Regions from separate parts of the Mus musculus genome. Here region 1 is linked to region 2. The links are chromatin contacts, called in public HiChIP or PLAC-seq maps. All regions are on one chromosome and are shown on one strand. Each heading gives the region's core, a stretch centred on a gene start, on an enhancer-like site or on the middle of the called end of the contact. The rest is flanking DNA. Distances are from core to core; before and after follow the strand shown.

What was found. HiChIP or PLAC-seq counts read pairs in DNA pulled down with a chosen protein or histone mark.
Region 1: an H3K27ac HiChIP or PLAC-seq map of oligodendrocyte precursor cells shows a contact between it and region 2, with 5 times the contacts expected there. The contact joins two enhancer-like sites. A contact is called at or near these places in 1 of 484 Hi-C or Micro-C datasets (embryonic stem cells) and 5 of 115 datasets of contacts at active chromatin or transcription factors (embryonic basal ganglia, embryonic forebrain, embryonic stem cells and 2 more).

What each region holds. Positions count from the first base shown.
Region 1 is chr9:69,313,140-69,316,043 of GRCm38.p6, forward strand. All of the region lies in intron 2 of Rora (RAR-related orphan receptor alpha), which reads left to right. Among named protein-coding and RNA genes, the nearest start is that of Gm46153, 9.0 kb to the left of the region's middle. Within about 2 kb of position 1,467, at least 24 of the 459 cell types and tissues checked have an H3K27ac peak or open chromatin away from gene starts, as enhancers often do. A contact at or near this core is called in oligodendrocyte precursor cells, where this site is marked.
Region 2 is chr9:68,790,683-68,793,452 of GRCm38.p6, forward strand. All of the region lies in intron 1 of Rora (RAR-related orphan receptor alpha), which reads left to right. Among named protein-coding and RNA genes, the nearest start is that of 9530091C08Rik, 27 kb to the left of the region's middle. Within about 2 kb of position 1,454, at least 19 of the 459 cell types and tissues checked have an H3K27ac peak or open chromatin away from gene starts, as enhancers often do. A contact at or near this core is called in oligodendrocyte precursor cells, where this site is marked.

The DNA of each region.
Region 1 (2,904 bases), core at 217-2,716, 520 kb after region 2:
GAGAGTAAATAACCACCTTCAGATAATACCAATGGGTAAACATGTCCAGAACTGATCATGTAAGGCAGTGTTGGCAGAGCCACTAGCTGGCAAAATAAAGAAAGGGTGAGTAGAAAAAAATATCAGTAGTCCAACACTGGACCATACAGGGCAGAATAGAGACCTGGTAAAATGACTAATAATATGGTAATATGCATTCTTCCTGTCTCATAAGTGGGTCCTGACAACTATCTAGTCCACAGCACTTGTGTGACTTGGGAGAAAAGAAGAGCTCAGAAAGGTTAAGTGGCTGGCTCAGCATCATCACCACTTAGCAGCAGAGTCAATTTTGGAACTTTGGTCTCTTGACTCTCAGTGCAATGGCCCAACTACTGTACCATGACCTTCTAATTGATTGCGTGATGACAGCCCATGTCAGGGGTATAGGGTCAGGTTCACGGAGACCTCTAAAAGAATAGCTGTTGGAGACTCATCACTAAAGCTGTTTGTGGTATTAACCATCTCCAAAGGACCAAAACGAATTAATACAGTTCAGCATAAAATCTGAAGTTACATCTAGAATGGAAGGTCATTTTGTGTGTGCATTGAGCCACCTAACAAGTATTTATTAAGAAATGCCTGTGTCGTGTTTGCGTGACCTGCAGCTCAGGAACAACTGTCTCCTCTGTAAGAGGCCAGGGGGTGCGAGGGGACACCTCTGGGTCTGTCCCCTTCGTGTCTCTTCCCCTCCCTTCTGTGTCTCAGGTACACATCTTCCCTTTCTCTGGGTTGTCATATCCTTTTCATCTGCTCTTTAAATGTCAATCTCTGTTCTCTTCTCCTTTCTTAGCCAGTGTAGGTTTCTCCTGTTTATCTCGCTCTCCCTTGACTGACGCATTCTATTTGCATGTCTTTAGCTGCAGTTAATATCTGCTAAATCAAACCATATTGGGCTTGAATAGCTTCCTTTGAGTTCTGAATAAAAGGATGCTTCAGCCGCCTGGCTCTGCAACTGTAGGTTCTTTGTCAGTCAGGAGGTTTAACTTACTCAAAACCTTCCTTGTCCCCATCCCCGCGTCCCTATATTGTTCATCTTCCCCCTGTTCAAGCCAGCTCACCCTTTGAGCTGTTATTCCTGTAAACTGATCCCTGTTTGGGGGAAATGACTGCTGTTTCATTTACTTACATGGCTTGGTGAATGAGGACACCTATTGTTCTGTTTGTTTGCTGGTGTCTTCTTTTCACTAGACTACCACCCCACGGTCATTAGAAGGACCACGACCACTGCTGTCTTCAGCTTAGCCATAGTGAGCATGAACTAAGCATCGGGTCAGAGGACTTGAACCTAAAATGAACAGCCCTCTGTTATTTTTTTTTTCCTGAGGAGGAGAGCAAGATGAGCAAGTCACTTGCATTGATTGGTTGAGTTCAACCAGTTTCCTATAGCTGATGTCTCCTACCGCAGAGAAATGATTAGATTCTAAGTGCCAGAAGAAAGGTGTGAAAAGACACTAACCACAGAAAATGCCTCTTGTAAAGTATGTCATCCACTATTGATTTTACACCCAGGAAGTGCCAGAGTCTTGAAATTTTTTGTTTGTTTGACGCAAAAGCATCGGAAACGAAATCCACATGAAATATATCAAAACTCCACAGCCAACTTTTACCCTCTTCATCTCTGTCATTCAACAGCTGCCTGTCCTTGCCTCTCAAAGAAGCCATGCTAAGGGTTTGATAGCATAACAGCGATACTTAGATTCAAGATCAACTTCTATTACCAGGAAAGTGAAAGGAATTCATGGGTGAGTGGGCTCTGTGCCTGCCGGCTGCATAAGTGAACTGTGGGGATGCCCTACAACTCCAGCTGATAGATTCCCAGCTCTGTGCCTGTTCTGTCTCCTGCCTCCTGAGAATTAGTGGCAAGTCCTGACTTCCTATGCAGGACATTCTAGAGATAAGGGACTTCCTTTCTGAGAGGCAGTCTCACGCCACACTAGGGAGATGAGTGAGGGGTTGGTGTCCTTGGGGAAGATGTGCATAACTCGTCTTCTTTCTCCCAAGTCTATCAGCCGTAGAAAGCAAAGAAAGCAACCTTCCTGTCAGCAAGCTGAAGACTCTCAAGTAAGAGAGGCCTTTGGGGCTTCTTTCGGTATCACTGTCTGAGGCTACATGGCTGTTCTGCCTCCCATCATAAAGGCCAACACTAATCTCTGGCAAGTCAGAAAAGTACAGGAGGCCAAAGTGACAGTGGGAACCTTGGGTACTATCCTACCCATTTTCCAGCAGAGGAACAGTCCCTACCCGCTTCCCCAGAGCTTACTATCCAGGAAACCATCCTCTCATGCAGGGAGTTCTCGGGGGATCAAGAATGTCCACATATGGAAACATTTTAGATTATCACATCTGGAAAGAGCTCCCAGCAACTAATAAGGAGAGGCCATGGAGAGTGCTACACATCCACAAGGCCCAAGACAACCTTAGAGCAAAGAATTCTCTGGTATAAAATTCCAGCAATGCCAAGCGATAGAAATCCCCACAGAACATGGGCTTTGGCTCAGCTTCATTCATAATGGGTCCTTTGCATGTGACATCAGCATTTTCTACCAGAGTAAGTTCTCTTTTTAAATGTTTGTCTGAATTGGATCTGTTGAGGTAAGTCTTTAATCATGCCCAGGAGACAGAGAAAGGAGGACTCAGAGTTCAAGACCAATCCGGGCCACTTCACAAGATCCTGTCTCAAAATAAAACTAGGCTGAGCCTGTAGCTTTGTTGTAGAGAGCTGGCCTGGCATGTGTGGGGCCCTGGTTCCATCCTCAGTACTGTTAAAACGTACTCATGTTCACGTTCTTTATGCATGCAGGTGTGTTTTTAAGTGCTTGCAAAGGCCATGCGTTAACCTCAGCTGTCATTCTGTAGGTGACAACC
Region 2 (2,770 bases), core at 204-2,703:
AGGAAAGTGTGTCAGAGGTCAGGGTGTGAATAAGAAGTCTGGGAGAGAGAATGTTGTGTGATTTACCCATGCACTACCCTGGACTCCTCAGGGTTCATTTAAAGAGGGGAGCCCATAAGAGCTGCCATTCTCCTCACCGATTCTCTTGGCACCCTGCTTCTAAGCGTCAGATGGAATCTGTTGACTGAAGAGGAATGAGGTTTTGATTGTGGTTAGTCCTCAACATTTTTTTTTTTTTTAGCAGTGCCAACAACACCCAGGGCAGTTTATAACATTTTAATTTCCTCACAAGTGATCCTCATTTCAATTTGCAACATGTAAGCCTATCCGATGGTAGAGAGTCAGATAATAGGGGAGGTTGTTTACATGAAATCTCATAGAAGACACGCCCAGCAATCGTTTTCATTCATAGTTTCTCTATTGCTTTTGGCAGCAATAATGTAGTGTTTCTGTGTTTCATTTTTATGGAGTGTTATGGGACATAGTCTTTGTAGGTTTAGATTTCAGAGGAGCGTATCTGATTTATACTTGATCAAGCAGTGTTTGCCAAGTAATCTTTGCTGAAAGACAGCTGCTTAGGCTGAAAGGAGGAACCTTCTATAAAAAGTATAAGAACATGCTCTAGGGTTGCATGGGAATTCATGGGGTCTCAGAAATGCAGGGCACAGAGAATTCCACACTCTGAACATTTTCTGGGTTTGACATAAGTTCCTTTTTTTTTTCATATTTGACAATGTCCTAAGCCTCATAAGCGAGTCTTATATTTGCTAATGACCATGATTCTTATAATTAGCTTTTTTTCTATAGGGGATGGTCACATAAAGGTAAACAATATGGTGACTATATCTTTGTTGTATCCATGGAAATCATCATTGATGATTTATTAAGAATCCTTTCTCCTGATCTCCAAACAGTACATTGTGCTGGCCCATGTTCCTTGAAGAATATATATGCTTTTCTTATCAGATAAATCAGCTTTAGTTTTGTTTATATTTTGGTTTCTTCAACTGTTTTGACAGTGGCATTGGCCTCTTAAGACATTAAAGTTAGAGTTATTTTCAAAACTAGTGTTCAGGGGTCAAAGAGACAAGTCAGTGGTTAAAAGTGGGGCTCCTCCAGCACCCAAGTTGGGGTGCCTCACAACCACCTGAACTCCAGGAGACCTAATGCCCTCTTCTGACCTTCATAGGCATCCGAACTCACATGGTCACACCTACACATAAACAAAAATAAATCTTAAAAAGTAGTTTTTGAGAGGGTTTCAGACATAGTTCTGTGGCTCTGCAGAACTAGGTAATCTGTTAAAGTAGTCAGACTGAAGACACCCCAGGTGGGATAAGATATCCCGCTGTCATAATGCCCTTATCACTGAGGACCCTCGAGTCTGTTGGTAGAGCCATACAGTGGAGGAGTGCTTCTGGGAAGTGGAGTCTTTGTGCACCTGGCCCCAGAATGCACCGGGCTTCTTTCATTAGTCCGGCTCCCGCAGTTGCGGTGCAGCAGTGACTGCTGGCCGCCCGTTTTTGATGGCAATTTGGCAGAGAGTCAAACTTTGGCCCCGAAGCAGAGGTGGCACAATTAGGCAGCTGAGAAGCATTCTCTCAACACACACTTTTAATTGATTTCAGCTTGTTTCAGTTTGCAAAGACAGAGCTGTTACACGCAGCGCAGCGGCCTTCTTTCGAGGGGCTTATTTTTACTTTCCCTTTATTCAGCAGCGCTAATTCAACAGCACCAGAAGCGACAATAATGGCAGAGCGCTGAAGAGAGCATCTTTGGCATGGCTTGGATGCAAAAAGTATTATTAAGAACTAATGAGTAGGATAGTTAGATGTTAACCAGAAAAGCATCAATGAGCAGAAGAGCGAACGAGCGATCGAGCGAACATTCTGGGGCAAACATCTGCCTCTGAAGCAGATGTTACCTTGTAAGTTTACAGAAGGAAAGGCAGCGTAAGTGTAAGCTGGTGGTTTTAGGTATGGCAGGGACAGGGAGATAATCACGGGGCCTTCTTGTTCTTCTTGAACTCACAGATGACTGTGGATAGAGGTATGGGCTTTAAATAGGAAAGGTATCAAGCAAGGATGAGGTGACATCAGTGGCAGCTGTGGTGGATTGTGACCTGAGACTGTCAGCAACTAACTGTGTTCTCCCCTGCTTTATCTAGAGCCCAGACATCTCTTCAGCACACAAGGTTACAGCTGCTATAACCTTGTCCAATGAGAGGTTAAGACCTGTGACCCGTTCAGCCCCAGCCCAAAATTACCTAACCTACTGCTGACTTGTAGAACAGCTTGGTTTATGCAGATGATAATGAGCCAGTGGCCACACATTTTCTCGTTACACAGTAAGTCAATTGTTTTGTTTTGTTTGTTTGTTTTCCAGCTTTCAGTCCTTGATCCAAAAATCACCAACTAGTAGGATTTTTCAAGACTACCTTGCAATCTGGGATGTATTTTAAGATTCCTCAAAGGACACCAGATTAGCAACTGTGTTACTTTTGTTTAGTTCTACTGAACAAACCTGAAGAGAAAAGGAAGCCCTGGGACCCTTTAGTCTGTCCCAATGCCTTCAAGAAGAAGTTGGAAAATATGAGGGCCCAGGGATGGAGAGATGACTCAGGCAATAAAGTACTGGCCATGCAAGTGTGAGCACACACATCAATAAGATGGGCGAGCCACTTGTAAGCCCAGCACTGGGGAGGCAGAAACAGGGGCATCCCTGGGGCTCAATGGCCGGGCAGTCTTGCCTAATCTGTGAGTTCCAGGTT